Linked DNA regions of Mus musculus: region 1 is linked to region 2. The links are chromatin contacts, called in public HiChIP or PLAC-seq maps. All regions are on one chromosome and are shown on one strand. The core of a region is the stretch at or near the end of the contact, and the rest is flanking DNA. Distances in the headings are between cores, read along the strand shown. Region 1 overlaps Gcnt2 (glucosaminyl (N-acetyl) transferase 2, I-branching enzyme). Region 2 has its middle 10 kb from the start of Mir5124a.

What was found. HiChIP or PLAC-seq counts read pairs in DNA pulled down with a chosen protein or histone mark.
Region 1: an H3K27ac HiChIP or PLAC-seq map of embryonic stem cells shows a contact between it and region 2, with 21 read pairs. The contact joins two enhancer-like sites. A contact is called at or near these places in 6 of 39 promoter capture datasets (the 3T3-L1 cell line, hippocampal neurons, liver and 1 more), 12 of 484 Hi-C or Micro-C datasets (LSK cells, Sertoli cells, Th17 cells and 7 more), 20 of 115 datasets of contacts at active chromatin or transcription factors (the HPC-7 cell line, bone marrow-derived macrophages, cardiomyocytes and 9 more) and 4 of 9 other capture datasets (adipose tissue, liver, macrophages and 1 more).

Annotation. Positions count from the first base shown.
Region 1 is chr13:40,941,893-40,947,112 of GRCm38.p6, forward strand. The region is part of intron 1 of Gcnt2 (glucosaminyl (N-acetyl) transferase 2, I-branching enzyme); the gene reads left to right. Among named protein-coding and RNA genes, the nearest start is that of Gm31683, 27 kb to the left of the region's middle. Within about 2 kb of position 2,624, at least 34 of the 459 cell types and tissues checked have an H3K27ac peak or open chromatin away from gene starts, as enhancers often do. A contact at or near this core is called in the HPC-7 cell line, bone marrow-derived macrophages, embryonic stem cells and 1 more, where this site is marked.
Region 2 is chr13:40,852,970-40,858,362 of GRCm38.p6, forward strand. No RefSeq gene overlaps it. Among named protein-coding and RNA genes, the nearest start is that of Mir5124a, 10 kb to the right of the region's middle. Within about 2 kb of position 1,807, at least 154 of the 459 cell types and tissues checked have an H3K27ac peak or open chromatin away from gene starts, as enhancers often do. A contact at or near this core is called in the HPC-7 cell line, bone marrow-derived macrophages, embryonic stem cells and 1 more, where this site is marked.

The DNA.
Region 1 (5,220 bases), core at 1,374-3,873, 90 kb after region 2:
TTGGATATTGGCCCTCTATTGGATGTGTAGCTGGTCAAAATCTTTGCCCCATTCTGTAGGCTGTTGCTTTGTTGGAATAACAGTGTTTTTTGCTGTGCAGAAACTTTTCAATCTCATGAGGTCCCATTGTTAATTGTTGATCTAAGGGCCTGTCCTAATGGTGTTCTGTTCAGAAACTTTTCCTGTGCCAGTGAGTTCAAGGCTATTCTCCACTTTCTCTTCTATCAGGTTCACTGTATCTGGTTTTATATTGAGGTCTTTGATCCATTTGGAGTTGAGTTGTATGCAGGGTGATAATATGGGTCTATTTGGATTCTTCTACATGCAGACATCCAGTTTGACTAGTACAATTTGTTTTAGATGCTGTCTTATTTCCTGTGTGTACTTCTGGCCTCTTTATCAAAAATCAGGCTCCAAAGGTGTGCAGATTTATATCCGGGTCTTCAATTTGATTCCATTGACGAATGTGTCTGCTTTTGTGCCAATTCAATGCTGTTTTTATTACTATAGCTTGGTGGTACAACTTGAAATCAGGGATAGTGATATCTCCAGGAGTTCTTTTATTACTCAGGACTGTTTCAGCAAGTGTGTGTGTGTGTGTGTGTGTGTGTGTTTCTACATGAAGCTGGAAATTCAAGATCTATGAAAAAGTGTGTTGGAATTTCAATGGTGATTACATTGAATCTGTATAGACTGCATCTGTACAAATGAATGGCCATTTTTACTATGTTAATCCATGAGTATGAGAGCTCTTTGTATCTTCTTTTATCTTCCAATTTCTGTCTTCAGTGACTTGAAGTTTTTAGCATACAAGTCTTTCGCTTGCTTGGTTAAAGTTACCCCAAGATACATTATTCTTTGAGGCTATTGTGAAAGGTGTTTCTCTGATTTTTTTCTCTGTCTGTCTTTCGTTTGTATATAGGAGCTACTGATTTTTTTGTTTGTTTGTTTGTTTTTGTTTTTTCGAGACAGGGTTTCTCTGTGTAGCCCTGGCTGTCCTGGAACTCACTCTGTAGACCAGGCCTGCCTCTGCCTCCTGAGTGCTGGGATTAAAGGCGTGTGCCACCACGCCCGGCTTGGAGCTACTGATTTCTGTGTGTTAATTTTGTACTCAGCTACTTTATCAGCTGTAGGAATTTCCCAGTGGAATTTTTCAGGAACATTTACGTGCAATTTCATATCATCTCCAAATAAAGATACTTCGGCTATTACCTTTCAATTTGTACCACCTGATCTCCTTCAGTTGTCTTATTGCTCTAGCTAAGAATTCAAGTATTGTATTGAGTAGGTGTGGCTAGAGTGAACAACCTTGTCTTGTTCCTGATTTTAGTGGAATTGCTTTGAGTTTCTCTCCATTTAAATTGATGCTGGCAATGGGCTTCCTGTAAAGTGCCTTTATTATGCTGAGGTATGTTCCTTGTGTCTCTAGTCTTTCCAGGACTTTTAAAATGAAGGGGTGTTGGGATTTTGTCAAGGGCCTTTCCTGCATCTCATGAGGTAACCTAATGATGGTTCTTTCAGCTTGTGTATATGGTGGATTATATTTATCAATTGATTATTTGTAGGCATTAGGTTTTATAGTATATGTGTAATTTTCACTTTGATCTGTTTATACTTTTATGAATTATTTTAGTCCACCCTTATTATCGGGGTCCTGTGTTTCACAAGCCATGGGATTATCACTTTAAGAGGGAAAAAGTAGACTCACAGAGCCGACATGAACCTGGGGATAGTTCATCTCAGGGAAGCTGAGAAATAAACAGCGGCTGCTTTGAACTTTACCTTTAAAAATCCCTGAAAGTTGAAAAATAAAGCTTCTAAGATTTGATAAAATAAAATAAAATAAACTTGTTACTGAGGCTCAATACTTGATGCTGTGAAGCACTGGATAAATTGGAAGACAGACACAGCTGGGTGTCTGTCTGTCCTATGAAATCAGGAAAAGAGGACCATGAAGAACTAGGAGTCATCCAGAAGTGGGAAATGCCTGTAATCCCAGCACTCAGGTGGCTGGCACGGGAAGGTCCTTTAAATTTTGAAGATAGATTGGGTTTCATGGTGAGGTTTGGATCAACCTATAGGGTACAGAGTCTAAACCCATCTCCCCACCCTCACCCCCAAATCAACCAAGCAATCAGTCAATTGGTCCAAGGTGGAACCTTCTTTGAATCTCAGCACCGGGGTGGCAGAAACCGGACGATACTGGTCTCACAGGCCAGGCAGCCTAGTGTACCGGGTGAACTCCAGGCCTATAGGAGAGCTTATCTGAAAGGAAGTGGTGATATTCTTGAGGGTGGCACATCAGGATTTCCTCTGGCTGCCACAGGCTCACATGCACACAAATAAATAATTTAAAATAGCAGTGGCTGAGTGAAAAGGAGAAAGGAAAAGGGAAGGAACATGACCGTTCCTGGGTAGGGTGGAAGAGAAAGTTTATTATACATATGTGGAAGAGTATATATAGCCAGAGGCAGGGACCTCTGGGAGAGAACAGAGTGGACTTGACCCTGATGAGCTGGGCCCTGGAGGGAGAGAGAAACCAGATGCAGCAGCCAGGAGGCCCAAAGGTACTGGAGTGGGGTAACCAAATTACAGCCTGGGCTGAAGAATTTAGGGTGGGGGCTGGGATGTGCTAGCAGGAGGGCCCTGTAACCGGTACCGACCAAGGGATGCTGGGAGAGCCTGGCTCTGTGTCTGCTTTGATATGTTAAGTAGGCACCTCAGCCTTTTGTGCCAAGTTTAAAACCTAACAGTGGATGATCCTGATCCAGATGCCCGAGAGGGAGCTCCTGGCAATGTTTGCAACAGAGTCTCTGGGTGTACAGAGCCAAGGCATCCTGGAAGCCACAAACCCACAAACCTGCTGCTTCGTCCTCTTCAGTGCCACGCTACATGGCGGGTAGATACTGGGGTGGGCATTTGGATTTTAGAGCTCTGCAGTTGCTTATTTGTGTGCGTTAGAAGCAAGATGCAGAGATTCAAACCTAAAAGAAAGGGGCTGCAGAATCGAGAGCGTGCCAGATCCCCCGGCCCCCCTCAGGTGTCTACATCCCGTGTGCACATACCCCCCACACACACATAATTAAAAATAACAAGAATAAAATTTAAAACCCTGAAAAATAGATCTTCCTGGCTTGTCATTTGGTCCTCACCAACTGCAGCTGCTACCTGCTTTTGAAAATCGGGTGTTTGTTGGGATGAAAAAAAAACAAATGAACAAAAAAGCCTCCCCCACCTACTTAGTGTCTGGAAAAGTTAAGATTCTGTGGGTTCTCCTGACAAGCTTCGGCAGAGCTCTGGGGGCTTGGAAGGTCACTGGTGTGGCCTGACTTCATGGTTCTTTCAAAGACTCCCCTATCCCTGCCCCCACCCCCACCCCCACTACCAAAACTGCTGCTTCTGGTAACCTATGTGATTTTTGTTTGTTTTTGAGATAAGGCCTTGAAATCCCATCTCAAAACACAAGGTGGGTGGTGCCCAGGGAACCACACCCGAGGTTGCCTTTACACAGACACACATACACACACTCACACCATACACATACACTCACACACATGTGCACACATCCACACGTGCACATAATTTTTACCACACACACACACCCCACACATATATAGTCTAGCTTAGCACTGGATTCACTTTCTACCACTGGCGAAAGACTGTGTGTGTGTGTGTGGGGGGGGTGTCCATCCCATTCTAGATAGTTCTAAGCACCAAGAACACCCATGTATGCATTTTCTACAAGCAGCTACGCTAGAGTGTAGGAAACGTGCAAGAAAGAATTTAGATAGGTTTTATTTTCAGTTTTTCTCTTGAAAGAAAATCAACAAGCTAGGCTAAGCTGGAGCTCAAGTGGTAGATGGCCATTCAGCGCGCACAAAGCCTTGGGTCCATTCCATTGCAAACTCCTGCCCCACCCCTCCCACAAACACACTCCGGATTTACTGGCATCAATTTTCTGGGTTCTAGTTTATTCAGTTTGGCAACAAAATGGGGTGGGGGTGGGGGTTGCCTATATTAGGTTCTAAACCACCTAGGTTCTAAAACTGGGGGCGGGGGGGGGGGTCCTTCTCTGTTCCATCCTTGCCTTCTTACAGCCGGAGAGGAGTCCATTTGTTGGCCATGATCAGAGATAAACCATGACTGAAAAGCTGGAGAACACACCCATAGTAAACAAAATAGGGCCTTATGGAGCCGAGCGCAAACTGGTCAGATTTATAATCCAGGTTACTTATAAAATGTGGTTATAATCCACATTTTCCTGTTATTAGCGCACAGCCTGTTTATTATTAAAGATCTACAGCACATGAATTTTCTATGTTTTTCTTTTAAGTTAGTAGCATAATAACAGGCCCAACTACTCAATAATTCAGGTATATATCAATAAACTTTGTTATTAAGCTGTCTTTGACATCACAGAAATTTCCCACAATAAGGCAAACTGTTATTTCCTTGAGTAACGGTTTTAGTAAGATTTATTTTTATTTTATGCACATTAGTGTTTTGCCTGCCTTTATGTCTGTTGTAGGAGAGTGCCAGATCCTTGCCTCACATTTTATATGCAAGAGTGTGTGCATGGATTATCAACATTATACAACTCGTTATTCTGGGTGTGTGGGTTGCTTTGTTTGTTTGGTTTGGTTTTTTTGTTTGTTTGTTTGTTTGGTTGGTTGGTTGGTTGATTTTGTTTTTTCTGTTTTATATAGTGAAGAGCAATATGGAGCCTCATGTGACCTTTGGCAGTATTTGTGGAGATGTTTAACACACAGGGATTGGAGGATAACTCCTGGACAGTGCCCAGGGCTGTTGCTCAATTTCCTACAGTGTACAAGACAAGCCACAACAGAGAATCAGAGTTGCTGTGGTTTGAGAAGACTGTAGAGCCCGTAGGAGATGGAGACTTGACAGAGGAGGTACCTCCTCCTGGGGGTAGGCATTGAAGTTTTATGGCTTGTTCCCGTGAGCCACCTTCCTGTTCCTGTCTCTGTGTCTTCCTCACCGTGATGGACTCTATCCTCCTGGGAAAGCCAAAATAATCTTTTTCTCTTAAGTTGTTTTCGCTCTTGTGTTTCATCATAACAAAGGAAAAGAAACATACATGCTCTATGAGATTTTAATAGGATTATGCTTTCAAGTGTTTATGGTAATTAATTGCTAAACACAACACAGGTATTCTCTCTATATCTGTTTTTGTTGTTGTTTTGGTTTGATTGGTTGGTT
Region 2 (5,393 bases), core at 557-3,056:
GGCTGAGTGGGTAAAAGGGCCTGTAGCCAAACCTGAGGACCTGAGTTCAACTCACCAGGACCTGTATGGTGGAAGGAAAAGCAGTTGTTCTCTGACCACCACACACATGCGCACGTGCACACACACACCATGAGAGTGTGCATGCCCACGTACACGTGTGCACACACACACAATTTTTTTTTTAAAGAAAGGAAGCAACCCAGGACCCTGTAGAGTTACAAGTGTGTGAGGACTTTCCTTGTTATTTTAAAGATCAAGTAAGCAAATTAACATGTCCTTCCTTCCTTCCTTCCTTTCTTCCTTTTTTCCTTCCTTTCTTTCTTTCCTTCTTTCTTTCTTTCTTTCTTTCTTTCTTTCTTTCTCTTTTTTTTTCTTTTCATTTACTTCGGAGAAAAACTCTCATTATGTAGCTCATAGCAGCCTCAGACACTTACTTAATCCTCCAGTGTCTGTCTCCCAAGGGCTGAGATGACCCCTGTGCCTTTGTTGAAACTTAGTCGACCCTCTTTCCTCAATTGATAACACCTTAGCCAAACAGAGAACAAAGCACCAACTGGCTCATTGCAGACTGGTCTGTAAGACACAGGGAGACTGGCGTTCCTGGGCTTGGCTACCCTGCAGCAGGATGGACCTTGTTTCTTTGACCTCTAATCTACAGGGAGGTGATACTCCTTGGCACTCTTCTTAATGCAGGCTCAACCTAATATAGAACTCTACCCACAGAAGCTGTGGTTTTTGTTTCCTTAACTTCAAAATCAGATTGTGAAATTGATCAGGAATAGACCCCATACTAATACCAGTGTCTAAGATATACCCAACATGTAAAAATATATCCACCCTTACAAAATACGTGTGATGGCTAGTCTTGGTTCTCAACTTGAAATATCTAGAACAGAGAAACCTCAGTTAAAGAACTGGGTGTCTCAGACTGGCTGGTGGGCATGTCTGGGAGCAGTTTCTTGATTGGTAATGATGTAGGACGATCCAAAATACTGTGGGTAGTACTATTCCTAGGCAAGTGGGCCTGAGCTGTACAGGAAATATTGCTAAACAGGAGCCCAGGAGCAAGGCACTAATGATTATTCCCCCATATTCTGTACGTCATTTCCGGTCTCCAGGTTCCTACTGGAGTTCCTGTCTCTTTTTTACTTCATGATGGACTGTAAACTAAGATGAAATAAACGCTCTCCTCCCCAAGTTGCTTTTTGATCATGACTTTTATAAACAACAACAGAAAACAAACTACAACAGCATCCAACCTAAAACTATAAATACACTCGAACCTGTTGATTTTCTGCAACAAAGCGGGGCTGTCAAAACTCCTGTGGTCTGGGGCTCACCTCCTCGCTAAGCACTTAGCCCACAAAGCCTGCGATGGCCGGACACATCAACACAGAAGGGCTCCGGATCTTTCAGCCCCAGCTCCAACCTTGTTCCACCTCAGTTACCTATCTTGTCTGAACTTGACAAGACCCGCTTCATTTCTCCTTCCCTACTGCCCTGTTTCCCGCCATTTTAAATTAAACCCTAGAACCTGATCATTTTCTACCCATCATTCTTCCCGGTGACTTCTCTTCAAGGTCTAAAATTAGCTTGGACACCACGGAGCAGCCATGAGCAGGGTGTGATAGCTGCCTTGCCGCCAGTCTTCCAGTAGCCCCAGGATCGAAAGGGAAAAAAAATTCCTTAAGACTCATGGGTGACTAGCTACGAAAGGAAACCCACATCCAGAGGCTGTTTAGGGGAGTCCTCACCAGACCGAGATAGAGGGGTTGGGAGGAACCTGTCTTCTCAAATTACACCCCGCGGGAGCTAAGAACAGGAGAACACGTGACTCTTAGAGGCTCCGAGCTTGGGAAGAGCCTCCTCCCTTCACCCAATCCAGGGAACTTTTTAACCAGGCTCCCTGGCTATTTTAAACCCCTGGTGCTTCAGGCTGTTTCCTGTGACTGCAAACATTCGGGAGAGTGAGACAGGGCTCCGAATTCAACAATAGTAAAAAATTAAAACTGTAAGGGTTTTTTTTTTTTTTTGGGGGGGGGGGGGGTTGGTGGTGGTAGGTTTTTTTTTGTTTTTTTTTTTTTTAAGGCAGGGGGATGGAGAGCAGGAAATGAACGCAGGAAGATGCCTGTGAACTTCATATTTAAAAAATGAGTTTGATGCAGGCTTTTACCAGGCATTCCTAGATTCAAAAAGTTCCACCAGCTTATTTGGTTTCTAATTTGGGCCCAGAGGTGATGTCATGATAAAATGAGTTGTGGGAAATCCACATTTCATGGTGGTACAGGTGAGACTGAAGTAGTCCCTTTTCACAGGCACTGGCGTAAATTCAGTCCTCAGGAGCGTTAACTTGATGTAACAGAAACTGGTTAAAGTCCTTCAGGGAGAGTATGCCCTAAGGTAGCAGCGATATGTTCCATTGACCTCTGAAACAAATACATGCTCTGAGAATTATTGAATAACCAGCAGATCTATCCTGGTTCCTGATTTTTTTTTTTTTTTTTAATCTGGTCACCTCCTGGATTTGGAACGCTGGGCATCAACTTTGAGCTAATGGCCAACCTGGGTTGAGCTTTCTCTTTCCCCCTTGGGTCGCTCATCGCCCTCCTATTGGGCAAACATAGAATTCAGGATATAGAATGGTTACCTCTGGGGCAGTGAAGAGGCTCCAGAAAGAAAGAGCCTTCAGAGATGGCAAAGAGCACTTGCTATGCTCACAGAGGACTAGGGTTCAGTTGCTTCCACCCACAGGGTAGTTCACAGCGATTTGTAACTCCAGTTTCAGGGAATCCAACAGCCTCTTGTGACGATCTCCAGCCCCAGGAGTGCTCATGGTACACATACATAAATGCGGGTAAGATACTTCTGCACACTAAGTAGAAATAAATCATATATAATAATGCTCATTTTTTTATTATTTATGGGTGGTGTGTGTATTGTGTGTGTGTGTACACATGTATATTGTATGTACTTCTATGTGTATATGGAGGTCAAAGGACAATCTATGGGTAACTTCTCTCCTTCTCTCATGTGGGTCCCAGGAACGGAACTCAGGTGTTGTTGACACATGCCTTTCCTGTTGAGCCATCTTCTCCCCAGACCCATACTTATTCTTCTTAAAACGACTAGTGTTACCCAAAACAATACTGTAAATAACCACAGGCATTTCTAGAAGGATCCTTGTGGCATTTCAGGTGAGGCACAAGGTTCTACTGATTTTTTTTTTTTTTTTTTTTGGTTTTTCGAGACAGGGTTTCTCTGTGTAGCCCTGGCTGTCCTGGAACTCACTCTGTAGACCAGGCTGGCCTCGAACTCAGAAATCTGCCTGTGTCTGCCTCCCAAGTGCTAGGATTAAAGGCGTGCACCACCATGCCCGGCTCTACTGATGTTTTTGACAAAATATCAATCTTTGGATTTACCAATGAAGCTCGGGAGCCTGATGCTGGGGTGAACACCTGCCAGCTCAGAGAGGCGGAGACCAAACCCAGCTGACTTTCCTCCTCAACCAATGCCCCAGAAGCCATGCTCTATCTCACGCTGTCTCAAAAAAGTCAGGGTGTCCCTCTCTCCTACTTCCTGTTTGTCTCTCTATCCATCCTCCTGACTTTCCCTTACTCTCTACGGTTTTTTTCTCAGTAATCTTATGTTCACTTCCTCTCAATTGCTCTGCCTCTATGACTGACTTTATTTAATCCTGTTTACAGTATTCAAGAGAGAGCTCTTAGACTAAAGGTGTGTGCTAAGGTTGAGCCACGGCCCAACCCAAACTAGGTTGTTGGACTTTTTGTTTGTTTGTTTGTTTTTTCCAGTAAATAACTCTATCTCCAGATTCACCGGGTGACCAAGTATCCTACAACTCTCTAGCTGCAACCAAGCACCAGCTATCACCTCTATGCTTTGTAACCAAAGCCAGGGAGCTGCAAAGTCTAGAAACGGTGAGGGAATTACTGCTGCCCTTGATCCTGGAGTGTCTGTGAGGGGTTGAATGAGGCTAAGATTGAAGTGAGGGCCAAGTACAAAGCTGACGTCATCATCTAGATAACCTAGGAGACAAGACCGTGGGAATGGTTATACCAGTTCAGGCAAGCATAATTAGGCGTTGACATCTGCATTTATTCTCCCCCGCACCCCCGCAGTCAAGTTCATTTGAGGTGTACAAGGTCTACCTGGAGGGATTCGAAAAATTAGTACAAATTAGAGAAATTGTTTTCCTCTGGGGGGGGGGGGGAGATCCTCTATCCATGACCACCCCTACCCACCCCCCGCCCCCGCCCCCGCCAGTATTTAGGAAGTGATGTACTTCACTGCACTCTGGAATGGACAACTTAAGGAAAGCCCACAGCATTTCTGAATGGAGCTATTTGTGTTGGAGTCAAGCAGACAAAACTATCTACAGCTAAATCACTCAGCACCACCAGTTCCCGCAGCAACTAGGATTTGCCCATGGGCCATCTGTGGAGATCATTCCCGAGGCCTTTGAGGCGTTGCTTCGGGGAATTAAACCTTCAGGGACCCGGGCCTCGTTTGCTCAAAGAGAGATCGTGCAAGTGTGACAGGAAGCCCTATGGAGGGGACAGACCAGTATCTCCCTAACTGACAGGATATGAACTCGCGTCTTCCTGTTTGTTTTGGCATTTCTTTATCTTTTATTTTTGTTTAGTTTAACTATCATATCTGTGGGCACACACGGTGTGGCAGCGTACACAGACGAAAGAACAGCTTTCAGAAGTCTGTTCTCTCCTGTGGGTTGAGGCATCGAACTCCAGACATGAGGCTTTGTAACAAGCCCCTTTACCCACTGAGCCATCTCAAGAGCCCTGGGTGTTTGTTTGTTTTTGTCTTTTGTTTTTTTAATATTGGGAATTGAACCTATGGCTTCTAGCACACTACATAATGATCTACCACTGCACTACACTGGGAATTCTCCCGTTTTTAATCAAAATGTGTCTGTGAGTAGGGGGGTCAAACAAAATTACAAAATATGAAGTGTCTACTACAATAGCATATCGTCTCCATTATTAAGAAACAGTAGGAAGACAGGTGTGTTCAGTGTGACACACAGGTTCATATATCTATCTTACAAATCGTCGTTGCCTGGATTCTCTCACCAAAGTGAGCAGGGACCCTGGGGTATGGAAGCTGAAGCATTTGGTCACTGTCCCTCTGATTGCTGTGTACAAATGATGCTGAGGGATACAGACAGATGAGGGCACATGAGTTGAAGTCATCAGAGATGCCCTTTCGAACCACATGCCTCCGGGTCCCACATGCTACAGGGCACATCAGTGGATTCCAGCATGTACTATATATACTTGGCATGAACATAAGGATTTCAAATGAAAAGACAGTAACCATGTCAATTTCTGGAAGTGTGGCTGTTAGGGGTTCTGCCC